2 separate regions of the Danio rerio genome follow, and region 1 is linked to region 2. A link is a contact called in public Hi-C data. All regions are on one chromosome and are shown on one strand. The core of a region is the stretch at or near the end of the contact, and the rest is flanking DNA. Distances in the headings are between cores, read along the strand shown.

Region 1 (5,765 bases), core at 2,907-5,406, 180 kb before region 2:
CTTGGATTGATGTTGCATGATTTCTAATGAATATGTGGATGGATAAATAGATGGAATGGTGGATGTTACATTTGATGGATGGATGGATCGGTGCATGAAAGGCCTTGGATGGATGTTACATGATTTTTAATGGATATCTGGATGGATAGATGAGTGTATGGATGTTTCATGATTTTTGATGGATGAATGGATGGATGGATGGATGGATGGATGGATGGATGGATGGATGTTACATTTGATGTATGGATGGATGGGTGCATGAACAGATAGATGGTTACATGATGATGGATGGATGGATGGATGGATGGATGGATAGATGGGTGAATGGATGGATAGATGGGTGAGTGGATGGATATCTTACCTTGCCTTGGATTGTTATTCATTATTTAATGGATATGTGGATGGATGAATAGATGGGTGAATGGATGTTACATGATTTTTGATGGATGGATGTTATGTTTGATGGATGGATGGATGGATGGATGGATGGATGGATAGATGGATGGATGCCTTGCCTTGGATGGCTGTTACATGATTTTTAATAGATGGGTGGATGGATGGATGGATGTTACATTTTTTTGATAGACAGATAGACAGACAGACAGACGTTAGATAGACAGACAGACAGACAGACAGACTCCGTTTACTAGACTTTCCCCCAATCCAGTTACACAAAAGACCAAAAGGACACAGATTCCAGTTGAAGCCACTTAATAGTTTCTCTGTCAGGTTTTAGAGCACCTCCACCCAAACCTCAGTACTTTTCCCCTGTGTTTGATTTCCAGTGACCCTGACTGCACTTGTCAAAGTGAACTTCCTTCTTCCACTATGATGTCCCTTGAATGCTTTTTCCTCCTAAATCTACAGTGGTGAACGTGTCACTTCCTTTGATCACACCACCTGACTCCTCTGTTCACAGCTTGTTTTGCTCCCTTTTTATCAACTCTTCATTCAGCCTTCATGTTTATCACTGGGATCTTCAAGGTTAAGATTCTGTTTATTAGCAGAATGTTCTAGACTTGGTCTGTCCATGATGTTTGGCGAATGGATGAAGGCGTCGCTGCTACAAACAGATGGTCTCCTGAATCTGGTCATCTCCCAGACCGACAGATGTTTTCTCTGCAGTCGTTTCATGTTGGATTCGAATGTTTTGAGGATTTGTTGACTCTGGCGGTGTTTATATGCTGTGATTGCGTTTATTTTCCCTCTAGTGTGTGATTACTGCAGCACAGGGGACTTGTACACATACTGGGTGATGATCGGTCAGTTTGGAGAGGACGTGGTCAAAGTGTTCGCTGCTGAATTAGGTTCTGCTCTAGGTAAGCACATATTTCATGACTTATACATGATGTATTGAGAAACAACACTGATCAGATGTAGAGAATCCTCACAGGTACTGCTGATAAACTAAACATACAGTTGATGTCAGGATTATTTGCCCCACTGTATATTTTTTTCACCAATTTTGGTTAACAGTAATGCTTTTTCAACACATTTCTAAACATAAAATTTTAATAAATCATTTATAATAACTAATTTATTTTATCTTTGCCATGATGATGACAGTATATAATATTTTACTAGATATTTTTGAAGATACTAGTATTCAGCTTAAAGTGCCTTTAAAAGGCTTCACTAGGTTAGTTAGATTATTTAGGCAAGTTAGGGTAATTAATTAGGTAAATCATTGTAAAACAATCGTTTGTTCTGTAGACTGGACCAAAGATTAGATAGATAGATGTTACAGGACATTATGGATGGATGGATAGATGGACGGATGGATGTTACATGATTTTGATGGATGGATGGATGGATGGATGGATGTTACATGATTTTGATGAATGGATGGATGAACAGATGTTACATGATTTTGATGGATGGATGGATGGATGGATGGATGGATGTTACATGATTTTGATGGATGGATGGATGGATGAACAGATGTAACATGATTTTGATGGATGGATGAATGGATGGATGGACAGATGTTACATGATTTTGATGGATGGATGGATGGATGGATGGATGGATGGACAGATGTTACAGGACTTATGGATGGATGTTACATGATTTTGATGGATGAATGGATGAACGGACAGATGTTACATGATTTTGATGGATGGATGGATAGATGGATGGATGTTACATGATTTTGATGAATGGATGGATGGATGAACAGATGTTACATGATTTTGATGGATGGATGGATGAACAGATGTAACATGATTTTGATGGATGGATGGATGGATGTTACATGATTTTGATGGATGGATGGATGGATGAACAGATGTAACATGATTGTGATGGATGGATGGGTGGATGGATGGATGAATGGATGGATGGACAGATGTTACATGATTTTGATGGATGGATGGATGGATGGATGGACAGATGTTGCAGGACTTATGGTTGGATGTTACATGATTTTGATGGATGGATGGATTGATGGATGAATGGACAGATGTTACTGTTACATGATATGGATGGATGGATGGATGGATGGATGGATGGATAGACAGGTGTTACATGATTTAAATAGATGGACAGATTTTACATGATTGTGATGGATGAAAGGATGCATGGGTGGATGAATGGACAGATGTTACTGTTACATGATATGGATGGATGGATGGATGGATGGATGGATAGACAGGTGTTACATGATTTAAATAGATGGACAGATTTTACATGATTGTGATGGATGAATGGATGCATGGGTGGATGGATGGACAGATGTTACAGGACTTATGGATGGATGTTACATAATTTTGATGGATTGATGGATGGATGGATGAATGGACAGATGTTACTGTTGCATGATATGCATGGATGGATGGATGGATGGATAAACAGGTGTTACATGATTTAATAGATGGACAGATTTTACATGATTGGATGGATGGATGGATAGATGCATGGATGGATGGATGGATGGACAGATGTTACATGATTTTAGTCAATTTTCCCCCCAATTTGTCAATATTTTGTCTGCCACTAAATCACTGTTAATTAGCAAGCCAAAACTCAATTTACATTTTTATATATTTTAGGTTATGATTTATTCCTGGGATGGCAAACTTGTATCATTATTCCATCCTTCAGAAATGATTTAAATATACTGATTTGCTGCTCGGGGAAATGTTTCTTTGTTGTTCTGCTTAATGTATTGTGGAAACCAGATTTATTTTAAATAAATCATTTGTAATAATATAAATGTCTATTGTTATTGTTATTTTAAATGAATTGAATAGGTTCTTGTTAAATAACATTGATCTTATTATAAATTTTTATTAACCCAAATGTTATTATATTATATTATATTATATTATATTATATTATATTATGTTATGTTATATTATATTAAGTTATATTATATTATATTATATTATATTATATTATATTATATTATATTATGTTATGTTGTTATATTATATTATGTTATATTATATTATGTTATGTTATATTATATTATATTATGTTATGTTATGTTATATTATATTAAGTTATATTATATTATATTATGTTATATTATATTAAGTTATATTATATTATATTATGTTATATTATATTAAGTTATATTATATTATATTATATTATATTATATTATATTATATTATATTATATTATATTAGGATATATTATATTATATCATGATATATTATATTGTATTTTATTATATTATATGATATTATATTATGATGTATTATACTATGTTATGTTATATTTAATTTATTTTTAATTTAATTTAGCTTAATTTTATTTTATTTTATTATATGATATTATATTATAATATATTATATTATATTGTTATGATATATTATATTATATTATTTTATGATATATTATGTTATATTACATTAAATTATTATATTATATTACATTACATTACATAACATTATATTTCTTATTTTTCAGGCTTTCTTCATGACTGTGCAATCATCCATCGTGATGTGAAGGTATACACGGTTTCATATGTAATGTTTTAAATTCAATTAATTGAACTTTGATGTCATAAATATGATCTTTAAAATGTCTAATTACAGAATTGTTCTCTGCTTTATTTTTTGAACAGATGGAGAACGTCCTGCTAACAGATCAGGGTAAGGCAGTGTGTATTCTCCGGTCTCTCCAGTGGAGGGCAGTCTGTGCCAATTGTTGTTGTTTTTTCTCATGTAAACATGGAACGTTCCAGAACATCCAGGCTTCACACTTTTAAGCCGAAGAATAGGCCTAGATTATTGAAACAAGCATTACTGTTTTCCCAGCACATTCTTATTGTAATTTTGAATTATCACTGCAGTATTAAAAGTCAAATGTCATCAACAATTAATATTTGTTTTACATGAGAGCTATTTATAGTTATACACAGTTTTCAATACTATTCGCCCTCCTGAGATTTTTTGTTTGTTTGTTTTTTGTGATGTCTAACAGAGCAAGTTTTCACAGTATTTCTGATAGTATTTTTTCTACCGGAGAAAGTCTTATTTTATTTATTTCGGCTATTGGCCATTTTAAGGTCAATATTATTAGCCCCCTTAAGCAATATATTTTTTTATTGTCTACGGAATAAACCACTGTTATACGATGATTTGCCTAAATAAACCAGTTAAGCCTTTAAATGTCACTTTAAGCTGTATAAAAGATATCTTGAATATGATATGATATATGATCAACTTCAACTGTACATTTATGTATACATGTAATTAATAATAAACGATAATATACATATTATTATTATTAAGTGTTGCTATGTAAATGTCTGATATTGTGTTACAGGCCACCTACGTCTGGCTGATTTTGGTTTGTCCCGTCGCCTTGAGCGTGGAGGAAGGGCGTTCACTATCTGTGGAACAATCCAGTATATGGGTAAATCTATAATGACACTGATGTGACATAAATAATGTACATAAATAAACACTTTATAACGTGAGATTTATAGCTGAACTAATGCAAGGGCATTTATATTTGGAGCAGTGTGGAATGTAAGCAAAATTCGTATGAAATGTGTCTTTTAAGCTCCTGAAGTCCTTAGCGGTGGTCCCTATAACCACGCTTCTGACTGGTGGTCGCTCGGCATCCTGCTCTTTGCGCTGGCCACTGGAAAGGTGAGGTCAATGCACAAATATATGTACAAACATCTGTTTTTCTCCCTGATATGATAAAAGAGAAGATGCTTTATTTATTTAGAAATAGAGATACGATTGAAATCAGAATTTTTAGCCCCCTTGTTTATTTTTTCCCCAATTTCTGTTTAACGGAGAGAAGATTTTTTTCAACACATTTCTAAACATAATAGTTTTAATAACTCATCTCTAAATAACTGGTTTATTTAATCTTTGCCATGATGACAGTAAATAATATTTGACTAGATATTTTTAAGACACTTTAATACAGATTAAAGTGACATTTAAAAGCTTAACTAGGTAAACTAGGGTAATTAGGCAAGTTATTGTATAATGATAGTGTGTTTTGTAGACTATCGAAAAAAATATGGCTTAAAGGGGCTAATAATTTTGACTTTAAAATTATTTTTCCAGCCGAAATAATAGAAATCAGAGTTTCTCCAGAAGAAAAAATATTATCAGACCTACTGTGAACATTTCCTTGCTCTAAACATTATTTGGAAAATATTTGTAAAAAAAAATTCAAAGGGGGCTAATAATTCTGACTTCAACTGTATTTTATAACTTTGATTCACAGTGAAATATATTTTTGAAATTAAACATAAATTTACAATTTTAACATTCATATAAGGGTCAAGATAA
Region 2 (5,368 bases), core at 1,633-4,132:
TTAAAGTTGTTGCACGTCTGCCGGTTCCTGCCTCAAAATGAGCGAGTTTGAGCCACTTGTACATCCCGGAAGTGTTCAGAAAAAGCAAAACAGCAGCGAAGAAACTCAACACAGAAGAACATTTACACCTCACTGCCAATTAGAGTTTCGAAAGTGCTAATGCAGACCAACAGAGACAGCGTGCAGAAGTATAAATGCACAGCCACAAGCGTTGCATGCGCTGTGGGTCACACCGGTCACTTGACGCAGAAGTATAAACCAGGCTTTAACAATAAAAATAAAAAAAATAAAAAAAGAATTTCGCAAGTGAGGTTAGAACACGGATCGACGGCGTCGTAACGCAACGTGCTGATCACTGGACCACAATGGCACTGTTATACTTCTGTGGCCCGAATGATATTGACATCATCATTACCTTGAAGGCTGCATTGTGCTTATGGGGCTGCCGGACAATAAATAAGAAGAGCGGAGCTGCGGCAAAATGATGAATAAAAAGAGTGAGGCTATGGTCAAATAAATAAATAAATGAAAAAAAGTGTGACTGCCGAGAGTGCAAGCAGCTAGAAACACCAGCCCTCGCGGCCAAAAAACGGACTGGCCCACCGGGAATTCTCCCGGTCCTCCCGATTAGCCAATCCGGGCCTGATTACTAGGGCCAGACGGAATCTGCTGAGGTTTTTTGCTATTTCTGCAGAGAATTTTTCATGGCAATTATTTTGGGAGTATCCAGCGGAGTATCATAACTAAAACCTTAATATGTAAAATAAAAGTAATAAATTACTGATTAAAAACTGAATAAATTTGTAAAATAAAAGTAAAAAAATAAATAAACAGAATTAATGATGGGCTAAAAAACTGCAGAAATCTGCGTGCGCAGATTCCGTGTTGGCCTACTGATTACATACGTCACAAACACGTCACAACTTAACAAGCGGATTCACTTGGAAAGCAAAATTAAAATTTAAAGGATCTTTTTTCTTTAAAGCTGAAATATGATTAAACAACAAATATCTTTCAGCAGGACTAGCAACTTGATTGCAAACTGAAAGTCTCCATACTTCAGTATCATTTGTTAATGTTTAGAGCATAAATTAAGGTATCTTAGTGCAGATTCTCAGAAAACAAGACCTGAATTCTTCATTTTGCATCTCAAGTATATGAACCTTCATTTAGGCATGTCATTTAGATGTATATTTTTGCATCTATTATATATTTGCTTTCAATCTGTTTATAAAATCCCTTAAGGTGATCTGTTTGGCCAAAATGTACATTTTGCTCACTCTCAAGTGGTTCTGAGTCTACAATTACGAGTGTCTTTATTCTGTTAAACACAAAAGAAGACACTTTGGCGAGTGTTAGAAACCTGTAACTATTGCACAGTCGGAGAAACAAACGCTATGGGTGTCAATGACTGCAGATTATGTTCACAACATCTTCTCTTGTGGTCAGTTTTTGGTGAACTATCCCTTTACTGATAGCACAGTTTAATGAGGGAGTTGTTCTGTTTAAATACCCCCCAACAAGGGGTCTTCAATTTGAGATCGCATGCAGTTTTCCAGATCTGGTACAAGGTCAAATGTTGTGCAAGAGAATGCAAAGTATGCACATCCGAATAGAGAAAAACCTACAGAGACGTTCAAAAATACTGCAAGCACTGTTCAGCATCTGTATTCCAAGAAAATCAGTCTGCAGAGTAGACCAGCGTGCAAAGCTCAAACTTGGATATGCATGAAAAAATGCACATTATATAACTTCTGCATTGAGGGAGGGCGGCGATGCCCTATTTTCTCCCCGGTTTGTGACCTGAGGAGGGAGGGGGGGCTGTCTGGCGCGCACGTGGTCGGAGAGGGCGGACTTTTAGCACGCGGTATTTGCTGTGGGCGTGGCTTCACTGACACGTCATCTTGAGAATGAAACAAAAAGCCTCCTGCTCCGTTTAAAACGACAAATGTGTCGAGGGTGAATTGTGACTTTGATTGTTTCATGGATTGTCGACGTCTAGAAGGTTTGAGAACTTTAAAAAGCCGATGAGGAAATAAATACGAGGAAGTATGAACAGAAAAGTAGGCTGGTCCTGAAAGTCATGAGCGAGATAAGCGCTCGGCAATGTCATTATGTAAAAAAAATCCTTTAGTCTATTGCCACCGCCCAGAGGATAAGAAACACGACGTTCGCTACTTTGAATGAACTTGTTTACTGATACATTGTTGATAAATACCGTTCGTGTTGTTTTAGGAATACAACAAAGCCAATATAATTTTTTTTAAATGTGTGTGTGGCAGTAAACATAAAACACACGACGGCCCGAGTACAAATGTACCCACCCACCGCAGCGCTATTGAGCGAGTATAGTAGCACACTATATATAGCCTGGATTTAACCCGGAAACCGAGTAAGCGAAATATGCCCCAGTCACGAACACTGCAGCCTACAAACACTGGAAACCAGTGGATACCATCACCCAGCTATTATTCACAATGCTTGCAGCTTTTACAAGAAAATATCACTGCAGTTTGTTTCTCTTGAAGTGCACCGGCATGAATACGCAATTTGCATGGTTAAATCCCAGGCAGTTCATACATATCCCACATATCCCTTTTATCTATGCAATCACCCACGTCCCCCCCGCCTTACCACGTGTAATCTGTTGTTGCTGGGCTTGCCACTCCAAATACCTGGCCGCCTCCAATAAGGTCTCGATACTCATTTTGAACACCGATTAAACGCGTTCCCGTTCAACTGTGTGCAAGCCCCCGGTGCGGATTTGTGTAGTGGGTTAATCACAGTATAATCCACCGGCTTCCAAAGACAGTCATAAGACATCCAGGGCGCTCCCGAAATTCATCAGAAACACATTACTTCACTGGCAACAAGATGGCGATTGGAGTAACAGAAAACACAACAAGGCATACCGTTCAGGATCCGCCCTCAGCGGCGCTACTCCTCCCTCCTACTACCAGCGACGGGAAACCACGGCGGAACCACGCTGTCACGCAGAGCCGACGGAACGGCATTCCGCACTGAGCTAAATCCCATGATGGACGTCGAAATGTTTATACAAGTGATATTTATGACATGCATAGATACACAAGACACTGTAGGGGATGTACATATGTGTTTCTGTGCGCTTGGAAGAGCGAAAATAGAGAATATGGTGTGAAGCGTGCGTGTACTCCATTTTCCGGGTTTTCGCGGCAGCTCTGCCCTGCAGTACATTAGCACATGATTAAAACATGTCGATGCGAGGGAACCAATGAGCGTGGAGAACAACAAGGCATGGTGTCTGTCCACATGGGCAGCCGCTAAAGGCTGAGCGCGGCTCATTTGCATGGCGAGACCGAGTATGGCAGGCGGGGTTATTACATTTATCGCTTTCATTAAAGGGCACCTATGGTGAAAAAATCTACTTTTCAAGCTGTTTGGACAGACATGTGTGTAGGTATAGTGTATAGACCGTCATATTGGGGTGATTTAATCACAACCAGTCCTTTTTTTTCAATTTAACAACATAAAAACGGTGGACCAATTGGAGCGGTTTAAGACCGACCACAACTTAACGTATGAGTGTGGTTCCTCCCACTAATATTTATTGACATGTGCGCAAGGGAAAACCCTTGCTCTGTTTTAGGATGTAAGGCTCATTGGACTCAACAGAGATTTTACATTTAGCCGTCATTTGCGCTGAACACACAATGAATGCTACGTATCAAGATTCGGGTCATTAAAAACAGTTTTCACACTCTCTCTGAAAACACTCGATTGACCACATGAGCCCCTTTCACACATACAGACCTTTCCGGAAAATTGCCGGCAATTTTCCGGAAAGGTTGTATGTGTGAACAGGTCCTTTTTGAAAATACCGGTAAATTTGTTCTGGCTATTTTCCGGATAGAGAAGCTGTAACATTACCGGCAATTTGCCGGAATGCTGCGCTGTGTGAATGCAGAAGGAAGATTTTCGTAATAAGCGCGTGCACGTCTAGAACGTGCTGACGTGAGACGTCTGCTTTAGCCAATCACAACAGTCAGACGCATTTACGTCCGCGCGGTTTGTGAGGATAAAAGCCTTTGAATATTTTTCCAGACACATTTAGCTGCTAGAAGTTAGTCAGATCACGTTTATATGTTCTTCTTAATGCCAACTGTGTAAATAATCATCAATGAGATGCTTATGATAAGCCGTTGTTTGTTTACCTTCAAGCTTTGCGTGCGCCTATGAGCGCCTGCACACACACATATTATGAACATCTCGACATGCGAAAGTGATCCTGCGAAAGTTGTTCACAATATTGATCATCCACAGAGTTTGTAATTTAGTCAAATGTTTACAAATACAAGCGCAGCCGTTTAAAGCTCATTTGTGGTGAATGATGTCAGAATTTACCGGTATTTTGGAGTGGATGTGTGAATGCTCTTTTCCGGAAAATTTCCGTAACGTCCTCGCCTGTGTGAACAGCGCTTTTTTGAATATACCGGTAAAGTCGTTCCGGAAATTTTCCAGAAATTTACCGGTATCACTGTGTGAAAGGGGCTATGGTCGCTCTCATAGGGTTTGCACAACTGTGTACCTTTATTGCGTCTTCCTTAAACTTCAGCCGTTTGCATTTCCTGCTGTCATAGAAGCACCCTGTCATCTCAACTAGGTGCACCTAAACAGTGTGAGCGCAATTGCCCCGCATGCGCGTCCCTCCATTGGAAATAACAAACTTGCCTTAGTTATAGCCTCAGTCAAAGTTAATCCAGTGTGCGTGGTTATTAGTCTCTGTGTACAAGCGCGTAACTTTAAAACTACAGTTGGCATAACTTTTAGTTGCCGCAGTTTTGTTCGGTGCAAAAACACGGTGTCAAGAGGCCTTTATGATTAATTAACCGTGACGAATTAAAGTGCTGTTAATAGTGAAACTGGTTAATCGCTGCATCACTATACGGATGACACATGCATCGTTACATAGCGGCTGCAAAACTAAACAAAGACTCAAATGATTTTGTAACTACCACTCTGACACATTCTGGCACATTAGGATTATTGATTCCTCAACAGTAGTCTCTGCTTTGTCTGTGTCCGAATCATACATGTACGGCTGAATGATGGTCCTCTCACTCATGTTGCTTCTCTCTGTCTGCCAGTCTGTTGGCATACATTAGGCATGAGTCATGACCAACCCTGTTCCTGGGGATCGACGTTCCTGCAGATTTCCGTTGCAACCCATATCAAACACACCTGCCTGTTATTATCAAATGCTGTTCAGGTCCTAACTAATTGGTTCAGGTGTGTTTGCTCATGGTTGGAGCTCCACCCCCTTCTTAAGGTGGATGGGAATTTGAAACTAATTTTCATGTGAAACAACACACCCCTAAAACAACGAACC

Evidence for each region. A called contact is a pair of places that touch in the nucleus more often than the background predicts.
Region 1: a contact with region 2 is called in a Hi-C map of an unstated tissue, with 2.8 times the contacts expected there. The contact joins the enhancer-like site here to the promoter of mntb in region 2. A contact is called at or near these places in 2 of 18 Hi-C or Micro-C datasets (hematopoietic stem cells and an unstated tissue).

What each region holds. Positions count from the first base shown.
Region 1 is chr21:42,930,017-42,935,781 of GRCz12tu, reverse strand. rskrb (ribosomal protein S6 kinase related b) reads left to right here. Exons shown (of 11, transcript XM_073935474.1): 5 at 1,212-1,319; 6 at 3,916-3,956; 7 at 4,073-4,100; 8 at 4,777-4,866; 9 at 5,017-5,105. The coding sequence starts at 1,256. Among named protein-coding and RNA genes, the nearest start is that of rskrb, 14 kb to the left of the region's middle. Within about 2 kb of position 4,156, at least 8 of the 62 cell types and tissues checked have an H3K27ac peak or open chromatin away from gene starts, as enhancers often do.
Region 2 is chr21:42,746,312-42,751,679 of GRCz12tu, reverse strand. It overlaps mntb (MAX network transcriptional repressor b), which reads right to left and starts at 2,882. Exons shown (of 6, transcript NM_001103111.1): 1 at 2,635-2,882. The coding sequence starts at 2,707.